6 separate regions of the Mus musculus genome follow, and all the other regions are linked to region 1. Evidence: chromatin contacts called from public HiCAR-type and promoter capture Hi-C data. All regions are on one chromosome and are shown on one strand. The core of a region is the stretch at or near the end of the contact, and the rest is flanking DNA. Distances in the headings are between cores, read along the strand shown.

Region 1 (4,840 bases), core at 850-3,349:
ACAATAATAGACGAAACAAAGAATCTAAAAGCGCCTGGCGTGGTGGCGCACGCCTTTAATCCCAGCACTCAGGAGGCAGAGGCAGGCAGATTTCTGAGTTTGAGGCCGGCTTGGTCTACAGAGTGAGTTCCAGGTCAGCCAGGACTACACAGAGAAACCCTGTCTTGAAAAACCAAAAAAAAAAAAAAACTAAAAGCACAATTATCAAGCCCATGTTTTGGAGAAGGACACAAATTCAGTCTGTTTACACCAAACAATTACAGTTTAAGGGTACACCCCTCTGCCTCCCACCAGCACCCAGTGAGCCTCGTGTGACTCCACTTTTCATGTCCTGAAATCATGGCTTCCTTCCCACTGCAGCCCACTGTCCAGGTCATCTCTCTTCCATCTGTGGCTGGACTTCTTCCCCTTTGATCAGCTGTCTTCAGACTCACTGCCAGGCAAGGATTTTCTTTTTCCATTGTTTTATCATTTCTTGAAAATTAAAGAAAGCTTCAATTAACTTTGGACATCTGAAATTGCTTAAATGTCTCAATTATTGTTATGGTCTATAAATGCCCCCCCCAGGGGGTGTGGGAACACCATGGTTTTGTTCACTAGCTATTGACCCAGTACTTTTTCTAGGACAGTTTCTTTCGGGGCCACCTTCCCCACTCTTTTACTTTTTCCATTGTTTCTTTCCCATTTTTGCAATGTCTTATTGGAGGTCATTTTTAAATCGCAGATCTGAAGAGTGCTTCAGGGTCCATTGGTCTCCTAGACTCACAATCGAGTTACATTCCAGTAAATTTATTTCTACTGGGAGTAGTTCTTGTATATTTTGGTATTTATACATTTTAGTGATTGTAGCAGCTTCTACCCTCAGAAGTCTTATTTTCTGTCAGGTTCAAATGAACATATCTAAATCTTATCATGAAATGTTTTATCAGGAGCAAACAGAAGAACTGGATGAAAAGTAGGCACACAAAGTACACGCCAATCATCGCTAGAGTCTTGCCTTCTGTCAGCTGTGCCTTTGGTATGATCAGTTGAACTAACAATGCCGTTTGATTTGGGGGGGGGGGTCACAGCATTGCTTCAGCAGTTTGAATGATGTAACTTCTCGAAGAACACATCGAAATGCAATAGCTCCAATAAACACCATAGCCCTTTCAGCTTGTTTTGCTGATAAGCAGACCACTGAATGGCAAGTGCACAGAGCAGCCAGGTCCTTCCCCATCTCCCATTGAACTACCTATTTTATTTGTTAAAATAATCTCCTAAGAAACACTTTCCAGATGGTGGCTTCAGTTTTTGCTAGAAGGTGAAAAACGATGGAAAGAATTAATAAACCCTTATTGTAACTGTATCCACAATCCCAGGCACTTGCAAGCACGATCTTTTGTCTCTAGAGGATCACTGCATGGAAAAAAAAAAAGCATTCTTTCAGTAAACCCTCGCGGGCCTCTGCTTAGGGACCTGCGCAGCTCCCATCCCAAGGGCCTCAGAAAATGGACAACCCGCTCTGGTACGAGCCCTGGGCGGAGTCTCGGTCGTTCGTAGAAAGCCCTGGCCAGAAGCCTCGCTGGGCAGCAGGAGCCAGCGGCAAGAACAAGGCGAACCAGGGGTTACAAAGCGGAGGGCTAGGGCCAGGGCGGAGCCTTAGGACCGGGGGGCGGGGCGAAGTCGGGGAGGAGCCTAGCAGAAGACAGCGCCAGGAGGCATAGGGCGGGGTCTTAGGGCAGAGAGGCGGGGCGAAGTCGGGGGTGGGGTGGGGGAGAAGCCTGCAGAGGGCGGCGCCCAGAGGTGTGGCATATTGGGGGCGTAACCGGGCTTGGGGCAGAGTCGATGTGGGGTGGAGCTGGCTGCGGGGAGCGGACAGCGGGGGGCGGGGCAGGCTGTGGCCGGGGCGGCCCGGGGCGGGGACTTCTGGCACTTTCTGGGAGCTGCGGGCGATCGGCTCACAGACCTTCTGGCCGGAAACCCGCGCGCTCCCGCTACCAGGGCCGTCGTCGTCAGCGCCGCCATGGCCAAGTGGGGCCAGGGGGACCCGCGCTGGATCGTGGAGGAGCGGGAGGACGGGACCAACGTGAACAACTGGCACTGGTGCGGTGGGCCCCGGGCGCGAGCAGGCGGGCGGGCTCCTGGGAGGGCCGCGCGGCGCCGCAGCACGGCTGCCCGTGGCGGGAGACGGTTCCTAACTGCGCTGGTCCTACGGCTTCAGGCTCCTCCTGAAGTTGGGCGAGCTCCAGAAGGGACTTCTGTCTCACCCTACCGGACAGCTGTGCCTCGGTCGCCCCTCACCCAGCCATCCTCGGCCTTGAGATGCGTAGTGCGCGTGCGTGCGCCGACGGTGCTGTGTCCGTGTGCAGTAGGAAGGCAGGGACTTGGATCTCACTTTCTTTGCTTTGTCTCAGTTTGCACTAGTTATCTGCCCCCCTTTGTGTCTCAGGAATACCGGGAGATGTCTGCCTCTTTGGCGGGCATTGGGGAAAGCTGAGGGAAGCAGAGCCCAGACTGCACCATAAGATGACTTAGCTGTCCTGAAAGAATTATGTTCTAGGCTGGATTCTATGATTAGGACACTGACGTCTCAGGCTGCTCTTTGTCCCCTTAGATGAGAACATTAGAGAGAATGCATAAGATAAATATGGAAATGCCAGATAACTGATATTGTGGTTAAGGCTATTTAAATGACTACCACCGTTACAGGTGGCCGCAGCTTAGCCAATCCATTTCCTGGGGTGGAGATTGCTGGACCCTTTTCCCCGGGGCCATTGTTTTTAAGATTACCCATTATTATATGGTGAATAATAGTGTCTTAAGAAACTGAGCAACAGGCTTAGAAGATACCTAGTAGAAACCTCGTCAGAGAAGCACATTTGCGAGTTGGAGGCTGCTTGAATACCAGGACTCACCTGGTCTGGGTTTGGATGGCATCCTGGCTGCTCAGATGGAGACCAGCTGGGCCATTCACCTGTCTTTCTATTCTCTGGCAGGACAGAGCGGGATGCCACCATTTGGTCCAAGGGGAAGCTCCGAGAGCTCCTGGTTGGCATTGCTATGGAGAATGAGGCTGGCCGATGTGAGATCAGTGAGTTGAAACAGGTGGAAGGTGAGGCTTCATGTAACAGCCGCAAAGGGAAGCTTATTTTCTTCTATGAGTGGAACATCAAGCTGGCCTGGAAAGGTAATGGGGGTCCTGGCAAGAGGCAGGTTGGGGACACCCTGTGTACAGTCTTAACGTTTAGTAGCAGTAGCTGATGTTCGGATGTGCTTGGTGTTGCTATGTTCTGAAAGCTGCACTTCACTACTCTAGATGCCTGAGGGGCAGTTCTTTCTCAGTTAAGCCCTTTTACCAGCATCTGTGACTAGGGCCTTAATGCAGCTGCCACCTGCCACCCTTCCTCCACAGATGCCTGCTTCCCTTAAAAATGTTTAATTATTTCAAAACTTAAAAAATTATTTCTGTGTGTGTGCGCACATACTTGGGTGTCGTAGCACGTGTAGAAGGCAGAGTTGGTTGGTAGCAAGTGCTTTTGCCTCTTGCTAGCTTATCTTTGTTGTCTTAATTCTATTATGTGTGTGGGCATGTGTGCCATGGTGGGCATGTGAGGTGCAAGGACACAGGAATTTAATTCAAGTCACTAGGCCCCAGCAGTAAGTTCCTTATCCATTGAGCCATCTTGTCAGCCCTCCCTTGGGGACTTTATCCTAAGATTGGGTTCTTTGGACAATCCATATAGATAGAATCCTGTCATACATAAAACTCTCTGCTTTCATTCCACCTTGTACCATGTTTTAGTACTTTATGCTGTTTTTATGTGCATTGTGTGGACAGAGCACATTTTATCTCTTTACCTGTTGATGGACCTTTTTGTTCATAGTTGTCTTGACTTTACCAAGACACGTGGTACTTAGCTTATGGTTCAATACTTGTTGACATGACCAAAGGTCAATCATAGGGAAAGGGAGAGAACAAGGAGAGATGTGGGTATGGAAGACCGACCGTATTGTGTTAAGAACTCGGGTGTCTGCCTAGAGTTGGCTACTTTCTGTGTAGTTTGTTAAGATGAAGCTCACTGAGCCTTCCTTGGCCTCTGAGTCAGGGAGGTGTCAAACATCAAAGCAGTCCTACTAAGTTCCCTGCAAGTTAAGACTAGCTTGGGCCACAATAAAAAGATCCCATTTCACAAGAAAGCTAAGAGCTTGGGATGTAGCTCAGCATCTGAATGCTTGCCTAGTGTGCAGAGGGCTCTAGGTTAATGCACGTGCGTGTAAGCAGCATCACGCCTGACTCTTGCATTGCCCTCACTTTCTCTGTGGTTGCTGCTGGTCCTAATGACCCCATCAGCTTGTTTCACTCCTTGACATCTCAAGTTGCAGAGGTGAATGGAGATCCAGAGCTGACCTTTGCATTTTAGCACACCTGTCTCCTACAACCATTCCCTTCATTGAATTTAGCCAGAGTAGCACTTCTGGAGCCTCACCTTATTTTGTAGCAGTGAGCTGCTTTAGATGATGCCAGAGTATCTCAATGTGGATGCATCTGAATATTGTTCCAGTTGCATGGTCCTGCCGGTGTGCCCCGTACGCATTTTAATCAAAACTATTTTAAATACTCCCCCTGGCCCTAGATGAGTATACTGAAAGGGGATAGGTGTGTTGTGTACCATGTTGGCTGGTCCCTGTCTTGGTTGGTCTCTGATGTGGTCATAACCCTGAAAGGGGAGTGAGGCCACATATGGGCTATTCATTCAAGCAGAGGTCTTTTGCATAAACCAGTTATTAATTGGATCCACTTTGCTTATTTTAGGTACAGTTAAAGAATCTGGTGCAAAACACAAGGGACTTATTGAAA
Region 2 (4,840 bases), core at 670-3,169, 2.9 Mb before region 1:
GAATGAATGAATGAATATGCAGTATATAAGTGAATGTGTAATGGCCCAAAGAACCTCACCGAAAAGTACTCGTTAATTTCAAAAGAAGATCTGGCAGAAGCCACACTAACCTAGTAACTGGCATTATTAATATCAACACTGGGAGTAGTTGACTTCATGTGCCTTGAAGGGAACACAGGACAGTTTCTGGGATGCCCCTGCCCAAACACATTCCCAGAATTCAATGGTGAGAAAATATCAAACCTAATAAGCTTAACTCTTAAAAATAAAATTCAAGTTAATAAAAACACAGACTAAGAACTGCTCCAAAAGAAGAGATAAGATAATTAAATACTCCATGAAATTTTACACCGCATAGCAGTTGTAGTAACTGTACTGAGGTTAGGTTTGAGTGGACCCTTGTTTTATGAAATGAGTGCTAAATTATTTAGAGATAAAACAGCAAGAAACGTATCTATGATTTAATCTCAAAGGGTAAGGTAAGTGTGTGCACAGGACCAACCACAATCACACTCAGGATAAAATCAGTTGTGCTGGATAGCTTTTAGACAGTGCTTAAGACTCAAAGGCATGCTTAAGGAATAAAAAATTAGAAATTACCTACATCGAAGGCTAACGTATTTCCGGTCTAATCTTATGGCTATAATTGTTTTCTAAAGTGCTATTGGAGATACAGACAAGTGATGTGAAACACTTGTTTCTGCCTGTCCTGTGCAACACTTGCCTGGCATGTGAATGGCTGCAGGTTCAATTCCCAGAACAGATGTGCACATGCATGCGCACAAATTCATTCTCTCTCTCTCTCTCTCTCTCTCTCTCTCTCTCTCTCTCTCTCACGTTTCTGAATGTTTCTGTAAATGTGAAAAACATTTTAACTGGATATTTCAACAGTTAAGCAAAAGGTGGCTAACTCATTTCCATCTATAATAAATTTTAGCCATTCTTTAAAGGTTCACATGGTTTGAAAATCCCTAAGGAAGTCCATGCTTCCTGTGTGTATATTTATCACAGAGAATTTTCTTAACTCCCAGGAATGTTTAGGGACAAGTGTTACTATTTAGAAAATCTGGTATCTGCTCAGCATTCTAGAGGTTGTTGCTTCAACACACGTGGAAATTAATGACTCCTGTCATTAAAGGGCAAGTTACACGTAGCTGAGTTTAATATTCAGAGGAAAAGTCCATAGTCAAAATCTTAAATTAAGGTAATTTGTTGTACCATGGGGGGGGGGGGGGGGGGGCCCGCTGGGGTGAGATTTTCTAAACAGTAAGAGTTTCAGAGGTAACTGACACCATCATAGTCAAGGTAGTCTCTCTAGATTTCCCAGGATCTGATTTCAACTATAAAATAATGGGGTTTGGATTTTTCTGTTTGTGTAGGTTCGGCTTAATAGTGGACCCTGAGTGCTCTATAAATCAAAATCGTAAGTGTAGTAACACACCGCCGTGATGAACTCTGGTTAAGACCTACAGAACTGCACCTCCCTCTTCCACCACCAGCCAGGCACCGGCGAGCCGCCCCGCCCACCCTGTGTCGCGCGGCGTCGCCACCTAGCGACCGCGCATGCGCAGAGTATCGGCGCTACTTCTCCAGGCTCTGCTACACTCTCCCAGCCAGGCAGCCGGAGACGCCGCGGTCAGGCTTTGCCACGAGTGACAGGCTCTCGCGCGACAGAACGACCCCTCAGGGTACCTGAGCCGAAATGAATCCCTCATACACAGTTTTCTCCCGGTTCTGAGGAAGTAGCAGCGGGAAATGGCGCAACAGGCTTGCTTCTGCTTCGTCCATGGCGCACAGGAATGGCCGCCGCACATGCGCAGTCTGCAAAGGGACGGGGCGGAAACCCGCTTCGGCGGGAAAAACTAACTGGTGGGTACGCTGCCCTGACCTGGACAATGAACTGGGCCAACTGGTCTGCTTAGTAGCAGGAGAAAGCAGGAGAAAGGAAGATCACTCACAAGTCCACAGGCCTGACGGTTCAGGATTATTCTGACCTTGACTGTCAAAAAATAAAACTAGCAAAATCCTCTTGTTGATTTCATTGAAGACTGATGCAACTCCAAAGCTGACTTTCCTACTTTGACAGGGCATTTACAGTGTGCCCATAGCATACTGTTTTTACCCTGAACCTGCCCCATCACCTCTCCTGTTCTTGCGTTTGCTCTGGACTAGATCTCCTGTATACTCCCAGTATACCCTTCAACCAAATGCATATGTAAATAAATTGTACATTCAATACATCATGTATATTGTATGCTGATTCAGTGTTGTACTGTTTTTAATTAGATATATTTAAAGGAAGCCCATAGAAATTGTGAGAGATTCAATTTATTCTTGAGGTGGTAGACTGACAAAATTTCCTATACATTCTGGTAACTTAGAAATGGTTACTCATTCACTCATTTCTAAATATAGATTTAAGAAAACGTGGGGGGAGGGGGTGTTGATTGTGTAAGAAACTTGTTAATAGTTACCATATGATAATTTGGCATTAGAATAAGTCACTTTTGATTCTACTATTTTTAAGATCACTGTAATATGTTAGTAAGTAAGATTGTGCAAAGATGAATAAGATATTCTTCCTATTCTTATTGCCCTCATTGAAGATTGGATTTTAAAAGATTAATAGATTGGCAGAATTTGTCACAATATTCTGAATGCTTGAAGAACACAAGAATGTTGTACTTGTTACACTAAGACTGTGGTTCGCAACCTTCTTAGTGACCCCCCCCAACCATAAAATTATGTTGTTGCTTCTTTGTAACCGTAATTTTGCTACTGTTATGAATCACAATTTAAGTGTTTTTGGAGAACCAGTATGATAAGACTTTCTCAAAATGTGACTCAGATTGCAGTGTTGTCAGCACTAAAAAAAAAAAAAAAAAAAAAAGGTACACAACTTTATACAAGTGTTACAGCTCTGAGGAGAAAGGTTTCCCCAATGCAAGTGTTGCAACTCTGAGGAGAAAGGTATCCTGGCAGTCTGGAGCCAAAGAATATTACACAATCCCACAATACAACAGACCTCACACAAGAAGATTATTAGAAAAAATACAGGAGGATGGCTGCATCTGCTTGGGGAAAAAGCAGCAAAGAACTAAGCTAGAAACAGGCTTTACACAGGGATTCTTTGGGAGTTTTTCAGGGTGGGGATTGGTGGGACTCCAAGTTTGAGTTTTAGGCTATCTCAGGGATTGGTGGGTTTTCAAGCAAAGGGATTGGTAAGTGAGCTAGGACACTTTTTTTTACCATACAATTAAGGAAACAAAAGTTTACCACTGAGGGATTCGGGGCATACAACCTTGGCATTTGAATAAACAACAAAACCTAGATCAATCCAATCACCTCTGGCCCCCCACAGCAGCTCCTGAAATACTCACTTCAGATTGCCTTCTTTATGCCTGGAATAAACAACTCTCCCTGACTCTGAAGAGGCAAGGACAGGGAAAAGAAGCTACATATGAATTGCTAAAATTGCCCCAGTTTGTAACTATTAGATCATACCTCCTTAGTATAGTCATACTGTCTTATTAAAAAAAAAAAAAAAAAAAAAAAAAGGTTTCTATGTTGCATTGAATCTCAGTTTGTTAGTTTTATATGCCATAGAAATTGTACTAAACAAATTTTATGCTTTTGTTAATTTGTCTGAAAATTTATGTACTCTTTTATTTTTCTGGATTTTCATCATGTATCATTTTAACCCAGCATTAATTCCTCATGTCCTCCTAAAGTGTCTGAAATAGAATTTTTTTCTCAGCTCATGCTAAATAGAAATGAAATGCAAAAGAAAACAACTTTACCCATGGGAAACTTGTACAACGTTTTAAAGGCTTTTTTACTGTTTAACTTATTGAAAAAAAGATGCTACTGTGGTACTTGATCTAGCAGCTACTGTTCTTTGGGTTAGATAGAGTCTTGTGTTTGGTTTGTTTGTTTGTTTGTTTGTTTGTTTGTTTGTTTGTTTTGCTGTGTACTGGGAACATCAAAGTTTTCTTTATATTCTCTCAAGAGATGTGCTATAGTTTTATTTATTTTTAGCACAATGTACATTGACTTAGCATCTGTCTCCTTACCATGGAATAATGGGACACTTGAGTGCTCGTCAACATAAGTGATTATTTTTATAGTGAATATACCTAAGAGACATTGAACTTAAACAGGATATTAGGAGACCTGTAAGCTCCAGCTTACAGATGATTCTTTCTTACATTCACAAAAGTAATTCTTCACCATTGAAATTTCTTCTCTCAGGGAGCTCAATAAAGGTCATCAAATCCAAGACATATGTGGGTAAAAGAGTCCCATAGACCTAGCACTTGTAAATAGCTAATCAGAACTGGCAAGATACCCAGTGAGATAGACGAAAACTGTGGAGCAACTTCTGAAAGTAGCTGAAATGTCTATAAATGCTCAAATGGCTCAGCAGACATTCATATACAGCATCCCAGTACAGTACTGGAAATGATATTGCCTTCCATGTAAATGATGAAGGGGTTCGTGCAAATCAATCAAGGGAAACTCAAGATGAGTTCTTAGCAGCACTTTTCTACCATGATTCAGTCTACCTCTTAAAAACTGGTATCAGGCACTTGTCTGCCAAAGTAACTCTGTGGATAGAATGAGTCTCTTTGTCCACTGCCTCATCACTGCTGCTACCTCCAACTCAGCTTAGCAGCCACTTGAACTGCCAGCCTTGGTTGGCCACCAGCTCCCCTCCTCCCACAGGGCCATCATGATAGCAACTACTTGCTAAAGCTGCAATGATCTTCCAGTTTCTCACATAGGTAACTGCAGTGTCTGCCAGTGTTCTGCCTCTAATTTGTGTGTTATATGAATTCCA
Region 3 (4,840 bases), core at 860-3,359, 2.8 Mb after region 1:
TGTAATCACAGCACTTGGGTGGTAGAGATAGGGGATCAGTTCAAGATCCTCTTTAGTTTACAGGCTGAGAACTAGCCTGGGTTATAGGAGAACCTGGTTCAAAATAAAAGTAGAAAACCAGGGGTTTTCCCTCTGTGTTGTGTGTGATGCAGGTTTCTCTACTTAAGGTATGATTCACAGAGCCTCCCCCCTGGAAGAGCTTTTAGAGGTCAAAGAAATTTGAGTGTCTAAGAGGTAAACAATAGCACTACAATGTAACATTTGACTAAAAGGGGTAATATAAGTATAAACTTTACTATTTATTATGATTTCAGTTGTTTAACAAGGCTGAATAGGAGAAAAAATTAGAAGTGGTCAGGCGTTTTTCTTTTCTTGATGCCAAATGTCATAATCACATGTAAGAGTATCCAATTACAGGTAGGTTGATTGTGCTCCCAAGTCATTTGAACAAATAGCTACTCAGCTTCCATGGATTTAAAAAAAAAAAAATTAAGTAAACAGAGTTAGCCTCTTCACTTACCTAACAAAGATAATCATTTGGTAATCATATAATTTGTGAAATCGGGAAGATACTTTCCCAAACTGCACGGTTTCCTTTTAATGTTTAGAATCACTATATTAAACATTTTTGATTGGTTTAAATTATTTGAAAATCATCATTCAAACGTTTCCTTCGGATCTTAGTCAGTACTTATTTGGTAGATTTATCAAGTGAAAACAAACATATGTTTGTCTGAAATAAATTAATTTTCAGTTTTACACGCATTTTTTTTTACTTTCATTCTCAGACAATAAACATGTTTTACAGTGACATACTTTTTTTTTTTAATTTGCACACGAGCTACACCAGCAGGGGGCGAAATACAAAAGGAATAAATTTGACAAGCCATATAGATTTTTCTCACTTCAGTGACTGGCCAATAACAAAAATATTCAGCATAACCACAAAGCAGCAATGCAGTCTCTGTTATCTTGCAATGACTGAATTGTGAGGAGACAAATGAGGGTCTATTTTAGTTCTTCAAGTTAATTTGTCTAGAACATTGCAGAGGCAGGATAAACCATGATGAATTGCTATTGTCCTTATCTTTTTCAACGTGTGTAATTCCTCCAGTCAAAGGGCTAGACAGTTCTCTGAGATGACGGGTGTTTTCAGTCCTTGTTCCTTTCGGTTACTGCTGAGCTTTGCGGTTTGGGAACTATTTTAAATAATTCAGCGTGGGCAGAAAGAGAACCCGGCAGGGCTCAGGGTTTGTAGGGTAGAGTCCAGGGTTCACCGTCTGAGACAGGAATAAAAATCCTGCAGCTTTGTCTGAGTTTTACAGTGGAATGGTTTCTAACAGAGTCATAATAAAGGACGGGGAGATGTTATTAAAAAAAGACCAATTGCTCAGGAACCGATGGAAACAAAAACCTCTTATGACCTCTATTGTATAGAATCGCTCAAATGCACAAGTTGATTGGAAAGATGTATGAAAATGATCATCTTCTCCAAACACCAACACAATTCTGGACTGATTTTTGTAGAAGACCATTTGTTAGTTTGCCTGCTGACTTCTCGTCTTAAGTAGGACAATCACTTCTCGTTTGTTAAATAACAGCTTCCTCTTTTGTTGGCTTACATAAAAAGGGAAGGGAATGAAAGTCTTTTATTCCGGGCAAAAAGGACAAGCTGCTGAATGTTGTCCAGCCGGTTTTTCAGCAGAGATCTGGTTCCGTATTTCCATACGTCTGCAGTTTTATTCCAAGGCGGAACTTAACCCTCTCCCCGGCTCATCGGGAAAGTACTGGGCGGAGAGAAGCTCAGGTCTGTGGCCCGGAGCGCTGCCTCAGAGGGTCGGGAGGGGAGGGAGGACGTCCCCAGCCCACACTTCAGTGAGTACGGAAAAAAGACCGTTTGCCCGCAACCAAAATGGCGAACGTCGTTCCACACGACGGCGCCTGCGCAGAAGTAAGAAGTCTGTGACACTAATTCCCCTGGAGTGTCCTCCCCCACCCCGGCACCCACCAGCGCCCGGCCCCGACCTAGCCACCTGCGCCCGGAAGTGACGTATGGACAGCAGCGGTTCCCCGCTGCATGATGGGAGAGTGTGTGGAGTGGGCGGGGGTCTCCGCGGAGGAGGAGGAGGCGGAGGCGGCGGCGGCGGCGGAAGAGGGCGGAGGGTAGTGGGATGGGGGTCCCGCGGCAGCGCTGAAACTCCGGGTGGGCGTCCATGGCGCCGCGCCGCTGACAGGGCTGGGAACAGCTCCCCTTCCGCCCTCACCAGCTCAGCGTCCGAGTAACCGGTCCTTCCCCGGGGAGCCAGTTCCTCCCCGGGCCGCCGAGCCATGCCCATCGCGGCCGCCCGGGACGAGCCAGGTGAGTGCTGCCGCCGCGCTCCCGGGGTGCGGAGGACCCGGCCCGGCTAGTCGCCCCGGCCTGGAGCGCCTGCCCGCGTCGGCCCGCGTGCGGGCCTGCGAGCTCCGGCGCGGGCTCTGCTCTTCTCCGCGGGTGCGGAACGCCGCTGGCAGCGCCCGAAGCCGAGTGGCACGGCGCTCGGCATCCCAGGCTCGGCCGAGGAGAGCCAGCCGTGCCCTCCCGGCCGCCGTGGCCCGCCCTGCCTCTCGCCGTCCACCCGCCCCGAGCTGCGCGCCGGGGTTCCCTCCCGGCCGCTGTGTAGAAGTTTGGGGCTCCGCTCCGGCGTCCTCCTGCTCCCACCTCCCTCGTGACAGGTGTAAACACTGTCTGCCTCGCGGAGGCCCGAGGCCGGCTGCTGCAGGACTGTGCCGCCTCGAAGGGTCTCTGAATGCTCCAACGGACAGAGACGGCCCAGAGCTGTGTCCCTTGCGGAGAGGACCTTTTAGGCACTCCTCAGGAAATTATCTGTGTCTTCTCCCTCCTTGCGTCCGAAAGTTGAGCCATTATTCTTTAAGCTCCCGACGTGGCAGGTGCTGCCGGGGACAGAGGGTGAACGGTGGTGGGTTCTTTTTCCCTTTGGAAACGGAGACTAGTTGTGCTTCCTACCGCCCCCACCTTGTTGGTTTATTCAAGTTATAGCGTGATGTCCCTCTGAATCTGAATCTGTTGCGGTTGAGGAAAGAACTGACTCATACATGTAAATATTAACGGGGAGGGGGCAGGGAGCGTCAAAGGAGCGTTGGTTCTGTTTCAGAGTTCTTACTAAAAGAAGTAAAACTTTACTCAAACTTCAGGGCATAAATATCTTTCACGAGGTGTTTTTTTTGCGGGGGGGGGATAGTGGTGGGGATAGGAACTTTGGAAAGGTTCAAATCAGATTTTACATTTGTTGAACTATTAGAGAAATATATACTAAACTCTAGGGGGAACTCTGCTTCAACTCTAATGCGTTGATATAAGCAGCCTAGTTTACCATATTTTATAAGTTTCTAAACGTTGGCATTTGTAGGGATCATTTTTAACACTCTCCAGAAGTGTATTTGTTAAAACAAAGTACCTATGGTAGCCATATACATGGATATCTCTCACACGAATAGCAAGTTAGATCCAGCATTGTAATTTCTAGATCAGTAAATAGCACTTACTAGATTCTTATTAGATATAGTGTATCAGATTTATCTATTGATGTTTAGAGACATATTTTTAAATCATTAAAAAGCTCCTGGAAAAAATTTAATAAGACTCATAATATGTAGGGCACTTGAATTTAATGTTATCTGATCTTTTGACCTAGAAGCTATAATGAAAATAATTCCACAAAGATATATCCATAATGGCATTGGTAAATTTTGTAGAACCCAATTGTCTATGAAAACTCACAATCTAGGTGATTCTACTATAAAACATTATTTTAAAGTTATTTTTAAGCTGTCCTGCTTATAGTTAATAAAAAGCTAGATGCAAAAAGCTGTGAAAGTTGAGTACTTGTAGTTTATTTTTTGTGAAATCTAATTGAAAAGGAATTATTAAATAGCATTTCATTGAGGAATTGACAAGCCTTCCCCTCAAGTCTCATAGCAGTCTCTTGCATATTTAGATACTTTAAAACCCTCAAGAATTATCTAAGTTAAATGTTTATGTTCTAATTTAATGTTACCAGCAGTTTGTTTTTAGTTTTTGAGGCAGGTTTCATGTAGCTCATATGTAGCTGAAGCTACCTTCAAATTCCTTATCTTCCTGTCTCTGCATCTCAAGCACTTGGATATATGCCATCATGTCCAGCTTTCATCAATTTGTAGATTAAAAAATAAAAGCCTTTTCTCTTTAAGCACTTTCAGTTCCTTGTTATGTAGGTCAAAAAGACTTCACAATCTAAACTTCATTTTTGTTTTTTTGGTTTTGGTTTTGGTTTTTTTAATGTGATTTTGAAAACATTCAGCAACCGAATTTTATGTATGGTATTTTGGTAATTAACTTTTCTAATTTAGTATATGCATGTGTATGTGCATACACTTTTGCAGCTTTGTATAACAATTGCTAACATTGATACATATTGCTTCCTGTAAGCTACATCCTTACACTTTTCCGTTTGTTTTGTGTTGCTGAGGCATGAACTCAGGGCCCTATGCATTCTAGGCAGGCACTGTACCAGTGAGCCGGGTCCCTAGCCCAACAAGATACTTTAAAAATGTTTTCATGAGTCAGTGAGATGGTTGAGTGAATTAAAGGTACTTGCTGCCAAGCCTGATGTGACTTGAGTTTGATTCCTAAGACCCATATGGTGGAAGGAGAGAACCAACTTCTGCAGGGTGTCCTCTAGCCCTCCAAATGCGTGCGAACATACATAAATACATGTAATTTAAAAACTGACATTCTTTCTGCCAATGCATTAAATTATTTAATCCTCACAGTAACCCTATAGGTAGTATGTAGAGTGCTAAC
Region 4 (4,840 bases), core at 1,001-3,500, 2.7 Mb before region 1:
TGGAACCTGTGGCTCTAGCTATATATGTAGCAGAGGATGTATGGCCTAGTTGGTCATCAATGGGAGGAGAGGTCATTGGTCCTGTGAAGGCTCTATCCCCCAGTGTAGGGGAATGCCAGGACCAGGAATGGGATTGGGTGGATTGGGGAGCAGGGGGAGGGGTGAGGGTATAGGGAATTTTCCGAGGGGAAACTAGGAAAGGGGATAAATTTGAAATGTAATAAAGAAAATATCTAAAATAAATAAATAAATTTTAAAAAATGCTGTATTAGGTAAGGTTCCTAGCATGATGAACCAGTAATTCTCTACACACTGTTGGTCATTGGATAAATCAATACAATATTTTCATCTAATTTCTAAAATCATGATGCTTTAAGATCAATCTTTGTGAAATAGAAATCCTTCCATGTATATAAAGCATTACCAATATTAAGAATTCTGAGGTTCAAGCATTTTGCATATGACACTGTATTAGTCAGGGTTTCTATTCCTGCACAAACATCATGACCAAGAAACAAGTTGGGGAGGAAAGAGTTTATTCAGCTTACACTTTCCACATTGCTGTTGATCACCAAAGGATGTAGGACTGGAACTCAAGCAGGTCAGGAAGCAGGAGCTGATACATAGGCCATGGAGCGATATTATTTACTGGCTGGCTTCCCCTAGCTTGCTCAGCCTGCTCTCTTATAGAACCAAGACTACCAGCCCAGAGATGGTCCCACTCACAAGGGGCCCTTCCCCCTTGATCACTAGTTGAGAAAATGCCCCACAGCTGGATCTCATGGAGGCATTTCCCCAACGGAAGCTCCTTTCTCTGTGATAACCCCAGCTTATGTCAAGTTGACACTCAAAATTAGCCAGTAGAGAAGCCAAGAGGAGAAACTTCCTTGGGGAAGTGTAAGTGAGCATGTGTTTCATAAAGTTAGATTTAAGGTAGAATTTGGGGAAACACTAAAAACTGTGGTGAGATTGTTAACAACCATCATATGTAGGGGAAAATGATTCCAACTTGGGATGAATCTTTCTGAAAGAATGGATTAACGTAATGCGTGCTGGGGGCTTTCTCCTTTCTTGACAATATGATTTCATCTACTTTTAGTCCAAATGCTTACCTGCCTACTAACTGATCATAGGGTTAGGACATGGAAAGCAACTAACCAAATAAACATTATTTGTTTGTCTTGATTGGATATGGCTCTTGTCCCCATATAATCTGTATGTTATCTGTAAATGTCTGATCCAAACTTATGGGCGATATTTTTGAGTCCTCTATAGAAAAAAAAAGAAACATGGGTAAGGCAGTAACTTTTTGTAATGAGACTGATACAAGAATAACATAAAAGGTGGATTTTACAGCAAGATATGGATAATAATTCGAACACTGAAAGGTTTTGGTCTCAACATTGTAGTATGGATAGAAGTGAGAATGGAAGACTAGCCTTTTCAATGAGGCCATAAGCCTAGACATAAATTTCTTTCAGATTTATTTCCCCAAATTTATTTATTTATTTCCCCAAATCACATCACTCTAAGCCAACTAATGTCTGTATTAACTATAGTCAAAACTAGTATTTAATGCACACTTAACCAGATATGGAACATGGGCTTAAGTTTTTCTTCCCATACTAACATATGTTTCTAAAGTTTTAAACTCATTCTATACTTGGACAATAGTGTCCCAGGCACTAGTACTTTCAGAAATGGCAAGCTGAGCCCTCAAGCTCCTGTGGGACTTCCCATGGTCTAGTTTGAATTTTGTTTTGTTTTGTTTTGGTGGAGTTGAAGTAGCTCCAGAAGGTCACTTGGAGTGACCATATGCCCCTTGGTTCAGCAGTCCTTCCATAGCCTGACAGGACTTATATTTGAGGTTTTCGAAGTAAACGTAGATAGTTCCTGTGGAGTCCATATGTGCCAGAGAACTTGGGTGGCTAAGAATTTGGCGGGAAGAAAGGGGTGAGCAGAGGTACATGTTCTGGCACTTTCCACGGAGGCTACTCTCCTGCGTGGGGGAGGGTGAGAAGCACCCACCCCCACCCCCAGCAAGTACACCTCAGCCGAGATTTGGGGATCGCCTCACCTGTATTTACAAACCCACCACCGCGTTCCCCGCACCGTGCACCCGCAACTTCGCCTTCCACAGCTAGCCGCAGCAGAGCCGAACAGACCGAGAGGGAAAGACAGACAAATCGGCGCGAGCGAGCGCGGGGACCGGGCAGCGGGGAGCGCGAGCGCGGGACGAGCGCGGGTTCAATTAGCGAAACAAAGCAATCATGGCGGAGCGAGCACACCGGGCTGCGCGCCCCGAGGACTCGGCGACCGCCCCGCGCCCTGGCCGGTAAGTGACGCGGCGCCACGCGGCCTCCGCGCTCGCTCCCGCCGCCCGCGCCCCCGCGCCGCCCCCGCCTCCGCCCCGCGCAGCTGGCGCCGCCGCCGCGAGGCCCTGCGACCGCGGGCGCCCTGGGCCCTCCGCCTCCGCAGGGGCTCGCCTGCCCCTGCTGTTCCGCCGTCCCCGCCGCCCCGAGCTGTGGCCCGGAGCCCGCTGAGCGCCGCTGTACGCGCAGGGTGCCTGCACCCCTCGGCTCGCCGCCCCCACGGCGGCCTCCCTCTGGCCTGATCCCCGCCTCCCGTCCCTAATCTGGCCCCCTCGCTTCCCCTATTTCCCTCGCGTCCCCCAAACTGGCCTCGGGCCTGAGTGGGTGCAAGCAGTCACCGCCCACTGGCCAACCAAAGAAGGACTCTGCACCCTCGCCTCTGTGGCCCCAGGGTTCACTTTTCCAACCAAGGGACATAACTCTTGCTCCTGCCCAGGCTCTTAGGCTAGTGTCTTTGTGAGGAGGTTGGTGCAGCCCTTTTAGAAGATAGGAAAACAAAGGCGACAGGTAGGGAAACATACAAGGCGCTGTCACCAACAACGGAGAGGCTCTCTGTTCTCAGAAAAGAGGGTTTTCTTTAAGGAATCCTTCAAGCACCGTGCGTATAGCTGACATATCTCCTGTTTAGAGATAAAAAGCAATCCTTGGGTCTGTCAAGCTCTCAATTTTCCTGTCCACAGACCCCATTTAATGTTTAGTGGGTCCAGTTGTTTGCCTTTTTCCTTTTACTTGTTCAGCCTTTTCGGGACCTTAGTTAATCCTGTGCCTATCTCTGTCCTGTTTGGGGGAGAAATGACAGCGGATGGTGTCTGCTGGGCAGAGAAGGGCATCTGTTTGCTTCTATGTGTCTTTTGAGTCTGACATCTCACTGCTGACAGGTTACTCTGCAGATTATGGAACAGTGAATTGCTTTATCATCCAGAAAGAAAATGCTGATGACGTTAAAATAGTCTTGTATTGTTATTGCAATTGCATATAGTTTTTTTTTTTTTTTAACAAATAAGATCCAATGGAATTAATCATTTATTTTTGCTGGGGATTGAACCCAGGGCCTTGTGCATACTACTCAAGTGCTCCTCCACCCCTGAGCTATACTCCAAGCCATAAAGTGTCTAATCATAATTTTTATTACACTTCTTGCTGGCCCATCTGGAATAAGACATAGTCTAATCCCCCCCCCCTTTTCTCTTGAAGGTGGCAAAAATTCTAATTGATACTCATTTAATAGATTAACTTGCAAAAATCATATAAAGGTTGAACAAAGCAACCATGCATGCTTCAGCCAAAGTCAGTTCTTTTTTGATAAAGCAAGATTTACTTCCCAGTGGTTCATTGACACTCAATCCTTCACCTTACCGTGTTGCTTCTCAGGTCCTTTTTTTTGGGGGGGGGGTGGTGTCTGGAGGGTGGCAATGGAAATTTCCAAAACTAAGATTTACTTTCTCAATGGGACAGGAACTGACCGGTGACAAACCTTTGTTAACTCAGCCCAGGACTTGCTGGAGATGGCAGCTCAGTGAAGACTGTTCATGTTTATTTTTCACAGTTGTGTGGACATAAGAAAAACAAAGCTGGTGCTTCATACGGAGCTACTACCAGATACTTCCCACACTAGTTAGCTCGAGATTCCATTACTCAGTAGCCCTGAACTCCTTCTCACAAATGGATTTTATGTTGACTTCCTGCTCATACCGTGTCAGAGATCATCAACCTGGGAAGAAGTGCTTTGGCTTCTAAAGTGATGTTAGTGGAGGCAAAAAGATCAGCCTTGGGATTATAGATCTTGCTGACCCATTAAGGGTCAGTAAATTAGTAGACTACTTGAGTTGACACTTCTGATCTCAACTTAATGGGTTGATTAACTTATGACTCTATCTTCATTATGGGCTATTAGCACATTGCTAAACTGGATCTTGGACTTAGGAATTGTTTTTAAGTTTATGTTTTTGCTCTCAAGGTTAATCAATATTCATTATGGTTTTAGTTTTTTATTTTTTTTAACCAAAAGGTTAGCTAGATCCTTCTATAAAAAAAGATATTCAATACATTTATGAGTTGAGGTTGCAAAACTGTCTGGCTAAGGAATTTACAACATGCAAAAGGATACACAATAAGAGGTGGCATCATAAAGAGGAAATACACACGACATGCACATGTTAAGGGCTTCTTGCTCATCATCAGAACCTCCACCCTCTTATCTTTCTGTGTGCCTTTCTGTTATGGTCACAGTAAATCATGACATTCAGACCTCCATTGAAGGCTTGTGGGGCTGCCAGCTAGGGACAGTGAAAACCTAGGCTTTGCCTCAAGATGCCTTGTGAGGAATATTTTTTTGTGATCGGCATATCTTAGAATCAGTCTGTAGACTACACTATTAAATCTATAGAGTATATATTTTTTCCTGCCTTTCTTGAAATTTGTAACACATTCCAAGGTCATTGTAATCCTGGTGATTTGGGAATCATCAG
Region 5 (4,840 bases), core at 1,531-4,030, 2.3 Mb after region 1:
TGATTTTAAAATAACATTTCAAAATAACATATTTGTCATGCTTTGCTTTCAAGCTTTTTTAAACCATGTATTCTGTCTGCACAGAACCTCTGTCAGCACTTGTCCCTAATGCTGGAGGAATGTCCAGTTCTTACCCAGTTATAACAGCATGAGGTCAAATAGATACACACAAGAATCTAAACAATTCCAGTACCCAGCTCATCCCTACACCCAATGTTCACTTTACATAAGCACATCGCAGGTCTTGTGCCAAGTGTCCTGGAGATTCAAGTTTCTACCCTTCAGACTTCTTCCTCTGGTTTCTGCTTTGTTGAGACAAGCAGGAAGTATGCCAACAATGACCTGTAAGGTCCTTTCCAATTCTATATTCCAGTATTATCAAAAATTCTTCTCCAACTTTTCATTGGCTGACCCTTACCTCACCAATACTCTTAAGACCAAAGTGACTCATGCTTCTTGTCTTCCTCCACATACAGTCTATCAGTTGTTTACAATATTTTTTTTCTGAGATTGGGATCTTACTCCCTGGCCCAATTTTTATATATATATGTATATATATATGTGTGTGTGTGTGTGTGTGTGTGTGTGTATGTATATATATGTATATATGTATGTATGTATATTGACTTTAAAATAATTTTTCAAAAAGCTATAATTTCACATCATTTATGTGAAAGACTCACATTAAGTAAATAAATTTAAAAAGTAGATTAACGCTTCATGGAGAACAGTAGGGGTGAGGCAAAAAATTAGGAGAAGAGAAGGGTTGAGAAGAGGGTGTTCACAATAATATATGGGGATGATCACATAGGAAATACAACCAACTGCACTGGTCATCGCTGGTGGAGAGTCCCTTTCTTACAGTCACAAGGCATTGGATTAAAACTTCAGCAGAGCTTACTTAACAAGGTAAAACCAAAATACCACTGGGTTAAAATGGGTGAACTTTACAGTATGTTAACTCCACAAAGCTGTTTTTAAAAAGAGTAGGGGAAAAAAGTTAATAGTTAATTAAGAATAGGTTCTGCAAATTGTCCTTTCATGGTTTATATAAGATCTAATTGTAATAAAAATTCTTATTCAGAAATATAATTTAGCTTTTCCAGAACACAAATACATGCAAATTTAATCCTCTGTTCCTAGTAAACTCTAGATAACTTTGCCAGTTATAATTTTGAAAACAATGAAAAACATTTTAGAAAGCCAAATGCTGTAGCAGCAATACCACAAGAACAAATTATATGAGTGTCAACAACAACACACGGATAGTGTGTACAGTTTTACTGTGAACAGACTGGTACTTATAGTAACAGTTCTAAGGTTGCCAGAACACAGTTTAAAACTAGCCAAAAGACAATACAAAAGTTAGCATCTAACATCCTAAACTACAACTATCAAGTACAAAGTGACCAATTTTACCTAATGATAATTAGTGTAGAGCACCAATACCCACTTCTAGGAAACCCAACTCACTGTACTACATACAGTCAGACATATCCTATCATTACATCTGTTCCAGCCAAACTGCTAGGGAGTCAAATAGTTTTCCAATTAGAGCTCCCATTTATAAAACTCAATGCCCATCAAGACCTGCAGCATAAGTTATCACCTTCTTCTCCATATACCACAAACAGCGTATCATAATATCCCCTGCCCGCTGAACATGTATTAAGACTGACCTGAGTTTGAGAACCCGAAATTAAATCAATTAGAAAACAGAAGTAGCCCAATTTAATTCTTCGAAAGTAAAAGACGTCTCTATAAGGACCAAAAACCAAACTTGGTTAAAAAGGTATTTTAAGAAACACTTTGTAACTCTAATAGGCCAAAATTCTTTAAAAAAAAAAAAAAAAAAGTCACCCTAAGCCATACACGGACAGGCCAAGTAGCTAATTATAATGGTCAGGCAAAAGTTCCCAGACAACCCACAGGGAACAGGGAAGGCCTGTCTTTGTATCCCTGCAGACAGCAGTTAGCAAAACTGAAAGAAATAAAATAATTTAAACTACAATGCAAAACTGCACAATGCCGAGTTCTTCTTTGGTTTAGTATTCTCGGGCGGGGGGGTGGGGGGGCGGTGTTTTTATTCTAGAAGGCTCCAAGAGGGGTTCAGGCCTGGCTGAAAGGAGACAGGGAAAGTTTGGGCTCCGCGTCTACAAGGACTGATGGAAGTTGCTGGTCCCGGATTCCGGAGAGGGGCGAGGGGACTGGGGCGGCACCTGCGGACGCCGGCCGGGGCTGGGGCACAGCTGCCGGCCCGGATCCTGGGAGTGCCGAGAAGGAAGTGGTGGTGGCGGGGAGGATGAAGCTTCGGCTCGGTCACCGGCTCCGAAACTCTGTCAGCTCCAAGCCCCGAGGAGACGGAGGGGGTGGGGTCCCGCCGCCCCGCCGGTCACCGGGTCGGGGGAGGGTGGCCGCGAAGCGCGGGCCCGGCACCTACCTGCGGTCCCGGGCGGCAGCCCCAGACGAGGCCTAGTGCACCGCCGCCTCCATCCCTCCACGTCGCGCCGAGACTGCTGCTCCGCGGCCGCCGCCGCCCTGCGCGCCGGGTCCGAGCCCGGTTCCCGCCTCCGCCCCGCGCCTGCTGGCCGGCGGGCCCGGGAGCACAGGGCCGCCCTCTCGAGCCCAGCGCCGCTCGGGGGCAGAGCGGCCGCGGCGGGCCCCTCACGTCTCGCCCGGGTGTCCTGTCAGCCAGCAGTCTCCCCCGGGTCCGCAGCGCCGCCTCCGCCGCTGCTGCCGCCGCCTCTCCCACATCCCCGGCCTCCAGGGGAGCCGCCGCCGCGCCGCGACCACCGCCCCCGGCGCCTCAGCTCCCCACGCCGCCGCCCGCCTCACGCCACCGGCCCGGCGCGGCTGGGTCCGCGGAGAGCGTGCAGCAGGCCGCCGCCGCCGCCAGGCCGCCGCAGCCCCCAGCCCACAATCCACCGCGGCGTCGCCGGGGCGGGAGGGCCGCGGCCAGACCGGGAGTCGCCGCGCAGCTCCGACAGGGCCTGGCGCGGCCGCCGCAGAGCTAGCGACCCCAGAGCGGGGACGACCCCGCGTGGCTGCCCCGTGCCTCCCCCTGTCGTCCTCGTAAAGGCAGGAGTCGTCTCGGATCTGCGCTCCAGCTCGCACGGTTCCCCCCCCCCGCCCAGGTTGTCCAAAGAAGCCGAGCGTTGCCTTCCGCCTTCCCTGGCGAGCGGGCGGGAGCGGACCCCTCGCCCCCCAGACCAACTGACTCCCGGCCGCTTACACCCACTAAAGCCCTAGCTTCCGCCTGCCCTGACTCCCTCAGCCCCTCATAGTAAACAAACATGGCTCCGTCTCCAAAATTAATGCCTTTCAAAGGTGAAAGGTCAACTCCAGATACCCCACTGGCCTCCAGCACTTAAGGCCTTTTGAGGCTACCCTGTCCCCCCAGTTCCTGGCTTCCAATCACCTGTCACATTTCTCAGGCGCATAAGTCAGTTGTCCCTGCCCTTTAAAAATCTGAAAAACTTGGGTGTGTGTGCTTATTATTAAAATCTATTTGTGATTCCTAACAGCATTTCCAATTAGGCTGAGTTCAGAGAGAATTGTGATCTTACTAGTAAAATTACCATCTGCAAGATAGGGTGTCTTAGACTACAATATGTTTATAAGTCTCCAATCACCTTTGGTTGATTCAGGAGTCTTGAGACTCAGAGCCACCAAGGTCTGGAAAAATAAGAAAAAAAGTCTTAATTACTTGAGGGTCTTTCTTAACTTTATGAAGATTTTATTCCATTTTGGAACTGTTTAGCCTACAAATAAGTTTCATGCATTTCAAAAGTCTGTTTTACAAAGCAAAAGTGAAAATGTAACTCAGTAGTTAACTGGAAAAAGAAACTGATGCAAGTCTTGGTCTTAGTAAGTCATTGAAAATTGCTAACAGCTTTTGTTAATTTACTCACCAAAAAGGTATGGTTGGTCAGGCAGTGGTGGCGCATGCCTTTAATCCTAGCACTTGGGAGGCAGAGGCAGGCAGATTTCTGAGTTTTGAGGCCAGCCTGGCCAGCCTGGTCTACAGAGTTCCAGGGCAGCCAGGGCTACACAGAGAAGCCCTGTCTAAAAAAAAAAAAAAAAAAAAAAAACAAGAAAAAAAAAAAAAGGTATGGTTGAAGGACAGAAAGGACACAGAGAAAGGAAAACACAAAAGATTAGCCAAAAGAAAAGTCCTGCGCTATATTTTTCTGAATTCAACTCTTTACAATGGAGCCAGGCACAATGGAGCAGTCCTGTAATCCCAGCATTTTGGAGTAGAGACTTGAGGATCAGGAGTTCAAAGCCACCCTCAGAGTCCACATGGGACACTCAAGGCCTGCCTGGGTAATGTGAGACTATCTCAAAAAGAAAAGAGGAAAAAAAAAAAAAAAACTCTACAATAAAGAGGGTAAGAATACATCCAACAAATAATAAATACATGTTCTAGTTTGCTTCTCCATTGCTGTGGTAAAACACCAAGACCAAAAACAACTTGAAGAGAAAAGGGTTTATTTCTTCTCTCAACTCCGAGGTCATAGTGTCACTGAGGGAAGTCAGAGCAAAGAGTCAACCGGAAACAGAGACCTGAGAACACTATTGCTGCCTGGCTTCTATCCCAGAGCTTGCTCTGCTTGCTTTTTTATCCCACTCAGGACCATTTGCACCACCATAGTTAGCCCAGCTCTCGCACATCAGTCATTAAGGGAGGAAATGTCTCACAGACTTGCCTTTAGGCCACAAGGTGAAGGCAATCCCTCAGTCAGGCGTCCTTCTTCCCAGATGACTCTTGCTTATGTCAAGTTAGAAAAAACTAACAAGTTTTCTAATTATAAAAAAGATTTTTAATCCTTTTGGAGGG
Region 6 (4,840 bases), core at 627-3,126, 2.1 Mb after region 1:
CTGGCCATTCTATTATATAATAAGCCTGGGAAAGTTAAAGATTCCTTGTTGCACGTAAGTTTTTGCAGGCTGACTTACATGAGGAGCCCCAGGTCTTTGGTTCTGTTTTAGTGCTTACACTGACTGATAAATATAGTTCATTCACTGCTGGAACAATTTCTCTACTGTTCAGAGAGGATGTAGAGTCTAAGCAAAAACTCCAGAGCAAGTGTCGTTATTAAACTGACGTCATTTGTTATTTTAGAAATTTTTTTCATTTGGAGAAAGTTATTTTCTTAGCTGAGATATTTGGATGCCTAAGGTTTTTGGATTCTACATAAGCAACATGAACACTATCTTTTCCTGTGTTGTTTAATAACATTTCCATATGAACCCAAAGGACTGAATAATGAAAGCTCTCTCTTTTCTAGAGAATAATTTAGAAATTCTCATTTACCTTGGCTGAATAATGTTGTACATTTCAAACCCTTCTGGAAGTGCTTGGTTACAGAACTGACAAACCAAGTAGGGTAACGCGAGAATGTTAAAGAAGACAGGCAGTCTTACAGGCTTAAATGGTTGGCAAGACTAGCTGTGATTGGGCACACCTCAGGGAGTCCCCAGACGGGTGCCAACGTTCTGGCTTTTAACTTCATCTTTCTTTTGGAGACTTCAAGATCTATCATCAGCATCTTAAGGATAATAAGTCATTTTCACTTTGGCTAGAAAAGTAAACGCCCAATTCCAGCACAAACGTGCCCAGGAGTGGGATTCGAGGCAAGGCGAATAGTGATGGCTCTTTCTGGAGAGCCTTTATTTGGCATTCCCTTCGACGCCCCCAGGCCCTCCTCCTGTTGGTGAGCCACACACATCCCATCCCTTTACTTGATTCTGAAAAGGTTGCCTTAACCCTCCTCAAACCCTAATTGGTGGCAGAGCCTTTGGGTCCTCTTGAGAAGAGCCTGGTGTCCCTGAGGAAGGGGAGTTCAAGGTTTCCTCAACGGGCAAATTCTGGTGGAGTGCAAACACAAGCACACGCTTCGGTTTTCTCACACGCTCGTGGCATCTGCAAACAGCAAGCAGAGACAGACGTGCTTGGCACCGTGCTGCTGCCTGTGCAGCTCCCACGCGTGGGATTCCCGCCTTCGCTTCTGCGCCCGCCTCCCTCGGGCCTCGAACGCCCCGCCCCCTGCCACCTCCGCGTGTCTCATTGGCCAGGTCCTTAGGCAAACTTCGGCTCCGGACTGGCGGCTGTGCCTGTCGCTCTGAGCAGTAGGGACATTTCCGCATTGGGAGGGGGGAAGGAGGGGGAGGGGAGGTGTGTGGCGAAAGTGGGGGCTCCGGTGTCCGGAGGCGGCGGGCTGGAGGGTCAGGGGCTGCGCACGCTGGCGCCAGGCTCCAGGTGTTTGCGTGTGACGGGAGCGGAGGGGAGGTCGCCTCGGCCACGCTCGTGCAGCGTGCGAGACCTGATTCCAGGCCCCCAACTTCTCAGCCCTCGAGGGAATAGGAAGGTGGGTGTCGCTTAAGGGGCGGGCCGGGCTCCGAGCGACCTCCTTGTGGGGTCCTGCTCCGAAAGGCGTGGCCGGGGGCCGACAGTGGGGCGTGGAAGAGTAGGGGGCGGGCGGGCGGGCGGGCGAGGGCGTGTCAGGGAGGGCCAGGCCTCCCGGGGGGTCTGGGCGGCCAGGCCCGGGGGGCAGGGAGGGGGCGAGCCGGGCCCTGGTGTGGAGCGGCTGCGTAGGGGAGGGCGGCCAGTGGAGGCCGCGGGCAGCTGTCTGCCCGAGTGCGGAATTCGCAGCATCTCCGAGTCCCGGCTATTTATGGGCTGGAGAAAAGGTTGCGTTGCCCCTTCGCCGGCCTCCCCGCCTCCCGATCTACACGGGGCGCCAGCAGCTCGCCGCTGGACGGCCGCCGGCGAGGGGCCTCGGGGTGCGGCCGGGGGCCTGCGGCAGTCCTGCCCTAGAGGGCGTGGAGACCGGAGGGCGGTGAAGCGGCTCTAGGTCCGCCTCTCCATTGATGAAATTTAAGTTCGTCTGGTTTTACCTTTTCCGGAGTCTCCAGTCGTCCCCTGTTGGTGTCGGGATCGCTGAGTAGCCTGGAGTTCCCTCCCAAGCTGAGTCGGTCCCACCAAGTTTTCCGTCTTCAGGATTTTTCTTTTTAAAGACTAGTTTTGATTTTTTTTCCCCCCGAATTCTTCTTTAAGTAGTTAAACATCGGAGGAGAAAGAACACTTCGGTTGCAGGGAAGGGAGAGAGACCTTCCTTACAACGTAGATTCTAGAAATTGAAAATTATAAGCCAGATTATTTTAATAAGATCCTAAAATGTCGAGATTTGTACAAGGTAAGACATTTTGCTTTCTGTCTCTTGGCTGCTTCGTCCGATTTTGAATATTGGTAGTCTCTAAGTAAGTGGGTAGTTTGTAACTGGAAGTGTTCATTTGTGATACCGTTTGCCAGACCTTTTTGGTTAAATTGGTATTTAAGCTGCTTTGCGCCACTTATTGGGTTGGCATTTCATATACGTGTTTGTATGCCTCTGCGCCCTGCAGGGGTTATTTCTACCTTCTAAAATCAGTTTTAATAGTATTCTGACATCGTGGATAGTAATTGTAAAAATCAAAACAGGATTTTTGACTGCTGATTAATTCTTGTTCCCTTCTTGCACTCGATGATAAGTTAGTTATCTTTGTGGGACAAGGAAACCCAGAGGGCTAGGGACAGGCAGATGCGTTTGTCAAGACTAGTAGGAAGCTCTCCACTTCTTTTCTGTGTGTACGTGGATTGAGTCTCAGAGTAATTTATTGCGAAATCAGTAGTTTGTAGACACTGGAGGTCATACCAGTCAGAGAAATGACTTTGCTGCAGTGCTCTTAGCTTTTTCTTTTTTAATATAGAAAGATTATGCTTTCTTTAAATTTGAAAATTACCATTCAAATCTGTATATGTGTAAATAATGCATTTAGCAAATACCCCTCAACCAAGCTGTAGTATTGCAATTGGGTGCTGCCTTAAACTTCTGTCACAAAACTGTATAGAGTTTGCCTATAAGAAGCCTTTCCTTCCAGACCCCAGTGTGTGAAAGCTTCAGCCATCTTGCTTAATACATGCAGTAAAGTTTGCAACCGCTTCACGTGATCCTCAGTGACTGTCCATGCACCTTTCCCCTTTCCTTTTAAAGTTATGCTAGGGATGTCCATCATTTGACCCTGGAAATGAAAATGCCATACAGGCTTATGCCCCACTTTACTAACTCTTAAGTTTTTCATATTAGATTAAAGGAATCTGCCTTCATTATTATGGAAACAGATGGGACCGTTATGCCTGTCTGCCTTCAGCACTAAGCTCAGAAATGTCATTTTGCCATTATGTTTGAAGTTGGTGTTACAGTTGACATGAAGCTAGAGGTTTCTAAATCGAGAAGACACAGGTGGCTGTGGACATTGCTACCCACTTTTTAAAAGCCCATTATTTTAAAGTACTTCTACAGTTTTCAAAATACTGCACAAGTGTCAAAATGAAGAAATTAACGTGTTTGCATTAACTAAGCTATAAGCTCAGTCTGATTCCTATCTCCATGATGCAATTCAAGACGACACATTTGATTTAAGCAGGCAGTTTTGTACAAAAAGATGATACTCCAAATATGTTTAACTCAGTCCTGGAATGTATCATTGCGCCATTGTTGTGTTTAAGTGTGAGCTCTAAGTGCTTATCGTGGTTACTGTTAGAAATGAGAAAACTAATTGGCTAATGTCAGAGTTGTCTACGCATATCAGTTTTCAAGTATAAGAGTTGGAAACTTCTGTGTTCTCTCTTTTTAAAAGCAGTCCAGTGCTGACCCTCCCCTCCCCCAGAAGTTGCTGAGGCTTCTTCCCACTGGCTGGTACACGGCCTGTGCTGCTTCACGGGAAAGTGCTAACCAGTGCCAGGCCATAGCTATTTCAAGTCGCCTCGTTTAAGCTTCTGAGCCCTAAGGAGTACTTTACAGCTGATGAAGATGCCCAGAGATGAGCTGGGGAGAAGTCCTGGAAATCCTGAGTTGTGTTCAGCTCCTGTCCTTTCCAACAACTTCCGTTGCTTTTTAGGTTAAAATTTTAGGAATGGCCTAGTCTCCAAATAGATTACCATTTTCTATAGACAAAGATAATATGTCCCTGGGAAAAACACAGTGTCTTGAAAGTAGATTTTGTCACAGGCAACAAATGCCCACAACCTAAAATGTTCTATATGCTTTTTCAGTAGGTTAGCTTACCGTATGTTTTCGGCTGTAGGTTTTTATGACCTATCTTAAATTACATAAATACTGAGAAATACGAAAGGGTATGGACTTCGATTTGACTCTTGTTAAAAAAAGGGATTTTTAGACACTTTTCTGAACTTTAGGTTCTACCTGGGTAGAGTTTGGAAATTGGACTGAGAGTATAATTTAGTGATGACACGCATGCTTAGTATGGGAGAGGCATTGGAATCCATCTCCTGTCCCTGCCTTCTCCACTGGGTCTCAGTGCCTATGCCGCAGGGTCATTGAGAAGTTTAAATGGGGTGCTGTACTAAGTGACTGAACTGGGTAGATAATGTGTGGCCATTATCTTCTACTCTTTTCTAAAATAATGATGACTTTTAGATAGCATTGCTACCCATACGCCATCAACAGAAATACACATAGTTTTTTATTTTCGTATTCAGATTTAATATTCAGTCTGGTTACTTGAAAGTTTATATCTTTTAAAGAAAATTACTAAACAGGAGCTGAGGAGAGGGGAGGGCAAGGTTAAGCTTGGATAGCATAGGGGATAAATACAAGTTACAGTTTAAACAGTCGGTTAACAACTTTTTTTTTTGAATGTTCATTGTATGCCTTTC

What was found. Promoter capture Hi-C pulls out the DNA fragments that hold promoters and counts their contacts. HiCAR-type assays count read pairs that join an accessible place to other places.
Region 2: a promoter capture Hi-C map of pre-B cells shows a contact between it and region 1, with 5 times the contacts expected there. The contact joins the promoter of Fancl here to the promoter of 1700030C12Rik in region 1. A contact is called at or near these places in 2 of 39 promoter capture datasets (cranial neural crest and pre-B cells) and 1 of 484 Hi-C or Micro-C datasets (CD4 T cells).
Region 3: a contact with region 1 is called in a HiCAR-type map of astrocytes, with 2.7 times the contacts expected there. The contact joins the promoter of Aftph here to the promoter of 1700030C12Rik in region 1. A contact is called at or near these places in 2 of 39 promoter capture datasets (liver and pre-B cells), 1 of 115 datasets of contacts at active chromatin or transcription factors (astrocytes) and 1 of 9 other capture datasets (liver).
Region 4: a promoter capture Hi-C map of hippocampal neurons shows a contact between it and region 1, with 2.6 times the contacts expected there. The contact joins the promoter of 5730522E02Rik here to the promoter of 1700030C12Rik in region 1. A contact is called at or near these places in 4 of 39 promoter capture datasets (hippocampal neurons, liver, pre-B cells and 1 more).
Region 5: a contact with region 1 is called in a promoter capture Hi-C map of pre-B cells, with 2.3 times the contacts expected there. The contact joins the promoter of Vps54 here to the promoter of 1700030C12Rik in region 1. A contact is called at or near these places in 3 of 39 promoter capture datasets (hippocampal neurons, liver and pre-B cells).
Region 6: a contact with region 1 is called in a promoter capture Hi-C map of liver, with 2.3 times the contacts expected there. The contact joins the promoter of Ugp2 here to the promoter of 1700030C12Rik in region 1. A contact is called at or near these places in 2 of 39 promoter capture datasets (liver and pre-B cells), 1 of 484 Hi-C or Micro-C datasets (uterus), 1 of 115 datasets of contacts at active chromatin or transcription factors (astrocytes) and 1 of 9 other capture datasets (adipose tissue).

What each region holds. Positions count from the first base shown.
Region 1 is chr11:23,495,020-23,499,859 of GRCm38.p6, reverse strand. It overlaps 1700030C12Rik (RIKEN cDNA 1700030C12 gene), which reads right to left and starts at 2,099. Exons shown (of 3, transcript NR_166706.1): 1 at 1,949-2,099; 2 at 1,275-1,398; 3 at 197-474. Ahsa2 (AHA1, activator of heat shock protein ATPase 2) reads left to right here and starts at 1,821. Exons shown (of 9, transcript NM_172391.4): 1 at 1,821-2,085; 2 at 2,979-3,169; 3 at 4,796-4,840. The coding sequence starts at 2,006.
Region 2 is chr11:26,384,163-26,389,002 of GRCm38.p6, reverse strand. It overlaps Fancl (Fanconi anemia, complementation group L), which reads right to left and starts at 1,919. Exons shown (of 14, transcript NM_025923.3): 1 at 1,693-1,919. The coding sequence starts at 1,788. It also overlaps the pseudogene Gm18324.
Region 3 is chr11:20,738,825-20,743,664 of GRCm38.p6, reverse strand. Aftph (aftiphilin) reads left to right here and starts at 2,109. Exons shown (of 10, transcript NM_001290545.1): 1 at 2,109-2,359. Gm46272 (predicted gene, 46272) reads right to left here and starts at 3,033. Exons shown (of 1, transcript NR_168691.1): 1 at 276-3,033.
Region 4 is chr11:26,207,986-26,212,825 of GRCm38.p6, reverse strand. It overlaps 5730522E02Rik (RIKEN cDNA 5730522E02 gene), which reads left to right and starts at 2,250. Exons shown (of 6, transcript NR_027973.1): 1 at 2,250-2,335.
Region 5 is chr11:21,236,972-21,241,811 of GRCm38.p6, reverse strand. Vps54 (VPS54 GARP complex subunit) reads right to left here and starts at 2,780. Exons shown (of 23, transcript NM_139061.5): 1 at 2,441-2,780.
Region 6 is chr11:21,367,665-21,372,504 of GRCm38.p6, reverse strand. Ugp2 (UDP-glucose pyrophosphorylase 2) reads left to right here and starts at 1,876. Exons shown (of 10, transcript NM_139297.6): 1 at 1,876-2,318. The coding sequence starts at 2,300.